2 separate regions of the Muntiacus reevesi genome follow, and region 1 is linked to region 2. Evidence: chromatin contacts called from public Hi-C data. All regions are on one chromosome and are shown on one strand. Each heading gives the region's core, a stretch centred on a gene start, on an enhancer-like site or on the middle of the called end of the contact. The rest is flanking DNA. Distances are from core to core; before and after follow the strand shown. Region 1 holds the start of EXOC6 (exocyst complex component 6). Region 2 holds the start of HHEX (hematopoietically expressed homeobox).

What was found. A called contact is a pair of places that touch in the nucleus more often than the background predicts.
Region 1: a contact with region 2 is called in a Hi-C map of muscle, with 4 times the contacts expected there. The contact joins the promoter of EXOC6 here to the promoter of HHEX in region 2. A contact is called at or near these places in 2 of 3 Hi-C or Micro-C datasets (blood and muscle).

What each region holds. Positions count from the first base shown.
Region 1 is chr2:136,837,372-136,842,555 of mMunRee1.1, forward strand. EXOC6 (exocyst complex component 6) reads left to right here and starts at 2,381. Exons shown (of 22, transcript XM_065922922.1): 1 at 2,381-2,526. The coding sequence starts at 2,426.
Region 2 is chr2:136,695,708-136,700,974 of mMunRee1.1, forward strand. It overlaps HHEX (hematopoietically expressed homeobox), which reads left to right and starts at 3,174. Exons shown (of 4, transcript XM_065920007.1): 1 at 3,174-3,648. The coding sequence starts at 3,282.

The sequences.
Region 1 (5,184 bases), core at 1,131-3,630, 140 kb after region 2:
TTTATGTTATTTTATGATTAGGGTATTATAAGCAATCATGCATATTAGTACCAAGGGCAAAAATGCATTTGGCTAACAAACTACCAGCATAGGAGTTTAAATTAAAACACTCCTTTCACCCTGGATAATCTCATAAAATACCACCACCTGGGAAACTTATTGATTAAAGTTCTAAACTGATTCTTATTTGGGAAGAGATTGGGGAAGGCCTTCTGCCTGTGTCACAGAAATTAGGGCATAGTCTATTGAGGCAGGCATCAGAAAGGCAGATATCATCTTTAAGGTGAGCGCCAGGGGGGCAGCTTTTCGAAACCCCTGAAAACCTGATCTGCCTTGCCTGTCAGGTTTTCTCCCTCATGACCTTGTCATGGGTAGGGTCTCGTGTGTTGGCTCCTGGCACTTAGTAGCTAGGTTGTATCTGGCTCTTTTGTGACCCCATGGACTATAGCCTGCCAGGCTCCTCTGTCCATGGAATTCTCTAGGCAAGAACACTGGAGTGGGTAGCCATTTCCGTTTCCAGGGGATCTTCCTGAACCAGGGATCGAACTTGCATCTCCTGTATTGACAGGTGGATTCTTTACCCCTGAGCCACCTTATTCCTTAGGGAAATCTTTATGAAGGAGATTAAATTTGAGTTGAAATTTCCGAGGAGGACAGAAATTTCAGATTAATAGGAAGAAGGACATTTTTATATGTTAGTAAAGTTTACTGGGACCTTGCTAAGAGGTAGGTAGAATAACGGTTTCCCCTAAATGTCCTCAATCTAATCCTTAGAATCTGTAAATATATTACCTTACATGACAAAAGGGATATTGCAGGTATGACTAATGTTAAGACCTTGAGCTAGAAGATTCTCCAGAATTATAGTTGTGTCAAACCTAATGCCATGGGTCCTTAAAAGCAGAAAATCTTTTCTGGCCTAGGTCAGAGTCAGAGGGAAATACGACTACAGAAAAATGGTCAGAGAGATGCAAAATTTCTGACTGGAAAGACTGAGGAAGGGGGCCTTAAGCCAAAGAATGTGGGTGGCCCCTGGAAGCTGAAATACATAAGGAAATAAATTTTCCCCTAGTGCCTCTGGAAAGAACACTGTTGTGGTGACACCTTATTTTTAGCCCAGTGAGACCTGTATTGGACTTCTAGCTTTCAGAACTACAATAAATTTGAATTGTTTTAAGCTAAGTTTGTGATAATTTGTTACAGCAGTCATAGAAAGCTAACACAACATAGGACAGCAAAATGAGGTAGACACTACCATGGTCATTTTCAGATGGAGAAACTTAACTATAAAGGGACTAGGTTCTGACACAATGTCACCCAGCTGTCGAGTGAAAGACTAGGGGATTAAATTGAGCACACCCGTCTTCAGAAGTCATGCTTTTAACTGTTAGGCGGGATTTTTGTGGGAGAAGGATGGAAGTAGTAAAAGCTTCAAGAAAAAGCTCACTGGAGTGAGTTACACAGCTGTATTACAAAGAGCTTGGTTGACTCAAAGAGACATGCTGGGCCATGGATTAATGGAGACCAGAAAATAGTCGTCTCTCAGGGCTAGGTTATGTACTCTCTTTCTGATTTATCTTCCTCAGTCGCTGATTTGATCACGACAAACTGGTTTACTCAGCAGTCTCATAAACAAGACTCTTCCAAGCACCTGCTTGTCCTTCCCATCTCTCTGAAGCCCACTTCTCTCAAGGGCTTCCCCACCTCATCCCAGCCACAGCAACTTGGGGGCACTTGGGTTCAAGGACTTTGGCATGAAATCACACACTGCACTGGGTCTCTCTTGTATCTTTGCTATAAAATGTCTTCGTTTTACGTCATTTACTGTTTCTGGCGCTTATAATTTATTTCCAAGTAGACTGGCCTCTGTGAACTTCCCGCAGGCAGGAACAGGAATCCACTCAGAGCGGTCGTCCTTTTTCGCCAGCTGGGTTCTTCTTGGTTCATTCCTAAATCTTATTCCCACACATCATTTTGCTTTTCTTGAGTTTTCCTTTCTCTGACTCTCCACCACCCATGCCTCCTCGTTAAACATTCCCGTAGCCTTTATTGTCGACATCCCTCATTACGAAAGAATCCCAAGCGCTAGTACAGGGTCTGCACACAGAATACAGGGATCTATGCGTTTAAATCAGGGTCAATTACTAGACAGTAACTAGGGGCCAGTGCCGGGCGAGAGTTGGAGGTGACAGGTTTCCACTCCGCACAGCGGCCGGCAGCACCTGGGCCTCCTGTAGGGGTGGGGGCAGTGACCCGGTCGCGCGCCCGTGCGCGGCCTTCCACGCGCCCCAGTGCCGTCCGCCCCGCCCCTTTCCCCGCTCGCCCCGCCCATTTCCCCCCGCCTCCTCGCGCTCGCGGCACAGGTTGCTCGCCCCCGCGGTCCGCGCGGCGCCGCGCCTCGCCGGCTCCTCAGCTTCCAGCCAAGATGGCGGAGAGCGGCGAAGGTCCGGGCACCATCCCAGAGCACGAGCGGATCTTGCAGGAGATCCAGAGCACAGACACCGCCTGCGTGGGGCCCACCCTCCGGTAAAGCTCTCATCCTCTCGGGATCTCTGGCTGCCCCCTCCGGCCGCTGGTCAGGAAGCGGGCGGGTCTTCCGCCGTCGGCCGCGCGCGAAGCGGCCCGACAGGTGGTGCGCGAGGAGGCGGGCGGCCGGGCGGGGGCCGAGGCGCAGCGGGCCGGGACCTGAGCCGGGACCGGGGCGGGGCGTCTCGGGCGACTGCACCTGTCCGCGCGGCCCGCCTCAGCCGCGGGAGCTGTCACTGCGCAGCTGGAGGGTGTGGCTGCCACGGTGCCTGTGACCCCGGGAGTCGAGGCACCGCCCCGTTTTCGACGCCCCGCCCTGCCCCAGTCCGGGCCTGGGGTCTCGAGAACGCGCCTGGGGCTTCCCGGCTCGCGCGACGTTCCGGGGCTGAGGGCGGCTCCGCCTCGGGCGTGCCGGGGACGAAGGTGAAGTGCCGGCAGACGGAGGGACTGAGGTGCTGACTCGCGCGCAGGTGGAAACGCTGGCGCGCTGGGCTGCTGCGGGCGTGGGAGAATTGAAATTGAGCGGGAGTCGCCGGCACCATTCTCTCTACTCCCGCGCCGCCAGAGTGGGCGAGGAGGCAGCGTGGGCGGGAGGGGAGGAGCTGACGCTCAGGAACGCGCTGGTGTGACTGATCGTGACCGTGCGCTCGCCCGGCCAGCCTCTCTGGAGTCTGGGAAGCTTTTATTTATTTACGAATGTTTAATTTTGCATGCATTTCCCCGTTTATTTTAAAAAGAATCTCCACCGTTTAAAAATAGTATAAGAACAATGAATATTCCAGACTGAGTATCTGTTGCCCTAGTAAATCCAGACACTCTAATGATCCATTAGAATGTTAGCCACTTTCTTCAAAAATGAGTGCCCTTTAAGTATAAGGCTTCATTTTTCGGTGTGATAATAATGAAATTATTATTCACTTAGGGAACTTGGAACTCACGGTGCTTTTGTCATTATTATGTGGATCTGTGGTTGTAGTACAAAGTGAAACCAGTTATGGTGTAAATCCACCTTGCCCTTAGAGTAGGTAGAATTGGATTCTTGGTTTACACTAGTCTTACCACTGATGAAGTGTGCGGTCATGGGCAAAAATCATTTAATTTCTCTGGACCTCGATTCTTTATTTGTAGACAGGGGAGGGGGTACGTGTTTAGACACCTAGAAAGCCCAGGAATTTGAAGACCTTGCCGATTTGTTCACTGCTGTGTGCCTAAGCATGTGGTAGGCACCTGATACATTTTTGTCACATGAAGTTCCCTCTATGATATAAGTATGATTAGTGCATTTCCTTAATTTTTCTATACAACACTTTTCATAAGACTGCATTTGCTAATGAAAGTTGAACTAATACATTTAAAGGAAGCTTTGTTTTCCTCACTGCATGGTGAAACTGAAAGAGTATAGTGTGTGGTATAGTTATTACAATAGTCCATTTTTGAAAATAGTATTGATTAGGAAGGAGGTGCTTCTTCTTGAGAAAATGTACTAGGCAGGATCTTTGAGAGCAGGTGAAATTAACTTAGAATAAAAATTTGAACTACAGTTGACTCTTGAACAATATGGATCTGAACTGTGTGGATTCACTTATACCTGTAATTTTTTGATTGTAAATACAGTGGTAAAGAATATGCCTGCCAATGCAGGAGACGCAGGAGACTCAGGTTGAGGAAGATCCTGGGTCTAAATGATCCCCCAGAAGGAAATGAGAGCACACTCCAGGATTCTTGCTTGGGAAATCCATGGACAGAGGAGCCTGGCGGGCTACAGTCTATGGGGTCACAAAAGTCAGACACAACTTAGCGATTAAATAACAACAACTGTGGGGACTGCTGGGGTAGGAGTTGGGGGCCCAGTTGACCCCAGGTAGGGGGAACTAAGATCCGGAAAGCCTCGTGGCTCGGCCAAAGAGAAAAAATACATACATACGTATTGTGATACTGCACGATCCGTAGTTGGTTGCATCTGGAAATGCGGAACTTGGGGTATAGAAGAACCCATTGTATGGACAATAAGTTATATGTGGATTTTTCACTGCATGAAAGGTCCTTGACCCTGATCCCCTCATTGTTTCAGGGTCAACTGTACACTGAGAGATTTTTGTAACACAAATAGAATATATGTGTTGGTGGTGTTATCGTTCTGGTTTGCTGGTGACGTTTGTTACCACCTACTCACTTTGTTGAAACCCACACTCTTTTCTTTAGTGAACTACACTGACTCATACTTACTCTATATATACACTTGTCATCTCTCATTTGCAAGCAGGCCCTGCACACATATGTTTAAGGCACTGCTAGCAGTCCTTTCTCTTGAACAGAGTTTAAGCCAATGCTGTTTTTTTTCCTGAGGTTTCACTGAGTGAAATGCTAATCTAAAGTTTAAAAAAACTCATTATGGGAAAATTTAAATGTTTTAAGAAGTTAAAAAAAAAAAAAAAAAAAAGTAGGGAATCCCCTGGTAGTCTGGTGGTTAGGACTGTGTGCTTTCACTGCTGAGCCAGATTCAGTCCCTGGTCAGGGAACTTAGACCCTGCAAGCCTCTAAGTGCAGCCAAAAATAAAAATAAAAGTGAAAAATAAAGATTAAAAAGACTGACCGTACCACGTGTTGGTGAAGTTGTGAAACAACTCGCATTCTCTGTATACTGCAGTGGGAATTTCA
Region 2 (5,267 bases), core at 1,924-4,423:
TCATGTACAGAATAAACTCTAAACTCATACTATTTATGAATATGAAGAATGAAGGCTCACTAGTGATTTACTGTAAGGGCATTAAATGAATTGCAGTAATAATCTCAATTATGTGCTAGGTAGAAGGGGAAGGAAAAAGGCGCAAAACAAAGATGAGGGAGAAAATTTTTGTGACAAAATAATAATCACAGTCACCTGGTTAGTTTCCTGAGGTCCCAGTCTTTGAAGGCTCAAATATAACTTCTGAAGTCCTTAAACATAACCATTGTTCTTTTTTTGTCCCCAAATCCCATCTCTGTCCTTGGTACAGAAGAACATACCCCTCATGTCACAGTCTTCCCAGCACCTGCCTGAACTCTCCATCACCGTGTGAGGAGAATTATGACTTGGGAGTGGGGTGGGGTGGGGTGGAGTGGGGCACACAACGTCAAACCAGACCCCAGAGAGACCAAAGATTTGCAAATGGCCGGCCACAGATGGCTTCCAGGAGGATGCACTACCTAATCCTGTATGCAGATTTAACAAATAATTCAAATGATTTTACCTTTTAAAAAGACTTGAGAGTGTTTTCATTTTTAAACATAAATTCATACTTTTAAAAAGTTTTTATATTCAAAAAGGTCAAACTTACAGGGAAGCTGAAACTAGTACAATGAACATCTGTGTGCTCTTCACTTAAATTCACAAATGAATAATTTTTTAATTTGGTTCATCTCTATCTTTACATATATATATATATGTATATATGTTTGTGTATCAATTTGAAAGTAACTTGCAGGTTTCATGACTCTTCACACCCCAGTATCCTTATCCAGAATAAGGATATTTCACCTGCAATACCATTACCCCATCTAAAACAGTGAACACTAATGATGTCATCTAACATACAATTCCTATTCAGTTTTTGCCCATTATCCTCCTAAATGTCTTTTATAGCTTAAAAAAATCCAGAATTCAATCAATCTGGGGTGACACTATGAGACCTTGTGAAAATCCTCATCCTTAACAATGTTTCCCTTGATGGTTTTGGTGTCCAGTGATTGTTGAACGAATTATTACATTTTCTGATTTTTATCACTTGTTAGCTAGCATTCTTCCAGTTTTACCATCTATCATCCCTTTCTGTCTCTCTTTGAGTATCACTATAGGCAGTGATACTATAAACTCTTTTAATCCATCTATAGTTTTGATGCTTAAATGACCCCAAGTCTGGCCAATGGAAGACCCTTTAAGCTGGTTCCTGTTTTCTTTCTGTGGTTTTTGGTACAAGATGCCTGGAGCTCACCTTGTATTTTCCTGCCCCAACCTAGAATCAGCCACTCCTTCAAGGACCTACTTATATACATCTACAGGGTTCAATTCTCCAATTCCAAACTGTCACAAAGCGTACAATACATTCTCCCTCCAACCCTACCTTTCTCTTCATAGACAGCCAATGTTACTAGGTTTTTGTGTATCCTTCTAGAGACAGTTTCCATAATAGAGCAAAGGTGTAGATAAATATTCTTACCTTCTGTCAACGTTTTAACTGAAATGATAGCATATTATCACTTTGTATTATCACTTTATCATCTTGTAGCTCCTGTCTGTCATCAGATTTTGAAAGATGCCTAGGATCCCAAAAGATTAGAAACCTTTAGGCTATATGCTAAATGTTTCAGATAAGAAAAACTCAGGAAAGGTGACTTGAAAAGCTGTCCTGAGGACACTCAAATGCTATATTCTCTGGACTTGAAATGTTAGTTCCTCTCCAGGTTCCTTGACACCTACTCACTTTTCAAACATCACTTCCTTGGGGAACCCTTTCCCTTCCGTAATTCATCTCCCTCCCCCGAGGAGGAGATGTCCTCTTACAAGCTTGCGGGTCATCGCGCACTTCTCCACTTCTCCCTCCTAGCGCAGACATAAGTCAATGTGTTAAAATTTGTTTCCTGCCACTGCGAGGACTGGAACCACATCTGTGCTGTTCATTGCTGGCACACAGCAGTTGCTCACAAAAGTTGGACTCAAACTCGAACTCAAGCCATCCGGCTTCCAGCCCACTCTCCTAGTGCTGTCCCGCTGCAGTTGGAGAAATAATCCCAAGATGTAAATAAAAACTCTTAATAGAAAAAGCCGGGAAGTTTTTTTTTTTTTTTTTTTTTTTTCCAATTCCACGACTGACGGAGGACCTTAGCAGAAACCGCTCACCGCGAGGTGTGACAACCGCGGGAGGGCGTCAATCAAGAAAATGCCCCCTTGCCCCGCAGGCGAGTGGAGCTGCGCAGAGCCGAGGCCACACCGGGTAGCGTCGCCGCTTCAATAGAAAACACGTGCAAAACGGGAAAGCGGGACTGCGCGCAGCTGCGACCCCCAGGACCCGGGGACAGCGGACATGGAGCAGCCCGCACGGGGTCAGAGAAGACAGCACAGCTCCTGCCAGGCGCCGTAGGACCCCGGCCTTCCCTTGATTCCTACCCGAAGAGACTTCTACCAGCGTCCCCGGGGAAGCTGTTGAGTCCCCGGGGCCCCCGAATGACACGGGCTAGAGAGGCCTGAGTCCGGAGCACCTGAAGTCTACTCGTCCTTACCCACAGGGACGCAGGCAAGGGCCGTGGTTCTCTCTCTCTCTGGAGCTCCCCCAGGAACCCAGGGCACTCTCCCGCTACGAGCACTCCAAAGACGCCCGGGGCCACAGCCAGTGCTACCGTTACTCCAGGGAGTGCGCCGACAAGGGAGGGTGCTTTCAGGCCGGCGAAGGCGCGGCCCGGACCAGTGGCCTCCACGCCTGCTGGGCCCGAGTCCAGCAGCCCCTTGCTCGGGCCGGCTGCCGCCACCGCGGACCGGTGCCTAGGCCAGTGCCCTCGAGCTTCGGCGGAGATGCTTCCCTGCCGAAGCTAGGGCCGCTTGAGTCCGCCTTGCAGGCAGCTGCTGGCCTCGCGCCTCCCTCGACGGACGCGGCCCTGGGCTTCCGACGAGGGCGTCCCGGGCCAGGGTGCGTGGAGCCCCGAGCATCTGCGGCAGCTGGACACCGGGGCGCCGGGTGCGCAGAGGCGGCGAGCAGGCGAGCGCGTCCCGGGGGCGGAGAGCTCGGCCGGCGGGGGCGGGCCAAGGGTGGGGGCGGGAGGCGGCTCCCGGGGCTCCGCGCCATTGGCCGCAGGGCCCGGCGGCAGGAAGGGGCCAGAGAGCGCGGCCCCACCCCGCGGCCGGCGGAGCCTATCGCCGGGAGCGCGGAGCGCGGATAAATGTAGCGCCGCGGCGCGGGCCGGCAGCTCTCCGAGGGGCCGGAGCGCGGCGCAGCCATGCAGTACCCGCACCCCGGGCCGGCGACGGCGGCGGGCGCCGTGGGGGTGCCTCTGTACGCGCCCACGCCGCTGCTGCAGCCAGCGCACCCGACGCCGTTCTACATCGAGGACATCCTGGGTCGCGGGCCCGCCGCGCCCACCCCCACGCCCACGCTGCCGTCCCCCAACTCCTCCTTCACCAGCCTCGTGTCCTCCTACCGGGCCCCGGTGTACGAGCCCACGCCGATCCACCCCGCCTTCTCGCACCACTCCGCCGCCGCGCTGGCCGCCGCCTACGGACCCGGCGGCTTCGGGGGCCCTCTGTACCCCTTCCCGCGGTCGGTGAACGACTACACGCACGCCCTGCTCCGCCACGACCCCCTGGGTAAGGCGGCCGGGGTCATGGCGGGGCCGAGCCGGGACGGCGGTGAGGAAGGCGCCACCCGGCAGGTGGCAGCGCCCTGGAGGCGGCGGGGGCGGAGGGGGAGGCAATAGAAAGTTGAGGTAAAAGCGATTGAAAAGCGGCTGCCGGGCGCGCGCGAGGGACCGGAGGCGCGGGCCCCGGCGGCGCGCAGCCCAGACTGACCGCACCATGACTCAGATTAGCTTTCCTGCACCTTGCAGGCGTCGGGGCGCGCGGGCCAGGGCCAGACCGCCGGCGCTGCCGCGGGGGCCGGCGGCCAAAGGAGCACTGGGGGCGCTTGTCTCCCGGGGGTTGGGAGGCTCCCTTAGTTGGAGGGACCGGGAAGGCAGTACCAAAGTGTCCCGGGCCGCCCCTGAGGGGCAGGGATAGCTGTCGGGCTCCGGGTGGTTACGGGACTGGACCTGGTTCAACAAGCTTGTGCAGTGAAAGAGCCTGACCCTTTCCGTTCATACAGGAAATCTTGAGTTCTCGATAGGAGTAAATCTGGTTTCAGAAGCTGTTAAGTGTTTTCCTGGCTGCATGAAGCAGACCCTTCCCCCGGAGTAGTGCACGCTGCTGATTATTTTATCGACATCCTCAATACAGACAAATTCAGGAAACACTCGACTTCTGATAGCCGGGATCCGTTTTTCTGATATTGTTCATTTCCTCTGTGTGGGATGTGACTTTATGGCAGCTAAAATAACCAGTTGCTTCCTTTTTTTTTTTTTTTTTGAGGCTGTTTTGCACCAGTCTGAATCCTGACGTAAGCAAAATCTCGCAAAAAAAAAAAAAAATTGCCCGCTTTCAAAGCGTTTAGCGCAGACCTGCAGACCGACGGACAGACGGACTGACTGACCCACCCGTCTTTGGAGTAGGGAGGGCAGCGCGGACACGTTGGCCGAACGAAGTTTGCGGGACTTGTCCCCAGTGCGCGGCCTAAGAAATGAGCCACCTGTGATCCGCGCCCCGTGGCCCTTGGGGCCTCCGGGCTTCTGAAGCCTCCGGTGCAGAAAACGCGACTCCTTGCCTTGGCCCACCAGGCTTTTAAGTCTACTCTATGCTATTGGCAGCCTATGTAGGCACCCTGGAGATAACTGACATTTTAATTAATTAACTTTTTAGTGTCATCAGTATTATGGTGTGGCCCCTCTTTCAGTTCTCCACCTTCCTTTCTCATTGCTCTAGAGACTTTCGGGGGAATTATATTTGTGTGTGTGTGTGTGTGTGTGTTTTGTTTTAAGTTACTGTGTTTTTTATTCCATCCTCGAAGGTCTGATGCTGCAGGCCCGTTGTGGCTCTGTTCGCCTGCTGGGGCCGGAGGGAGACCCTCGGCCCGGCGAGCCTGGGGGCAAACGTTTTCACAGAGCGCGCCCTGGGTTTCCTCGGGACTACGCAGGAGGAAGCAAAGGGTTTTTCGAGATAGACCAACAGGAAACACATTGGCGGAAATGTTGCCATAGCCCACGGGGTGGCTTTAACTGGCCGCCCCCGCCGGCCGGGTGTGAAATCAGAGGGGGCCCTGCGGCCCTCCGGCCAGGATTGGAAGCTTCACTGACACCCACCGCCTGAGCCAGAGGGCTTCCCTGGTGGCGAGGCCG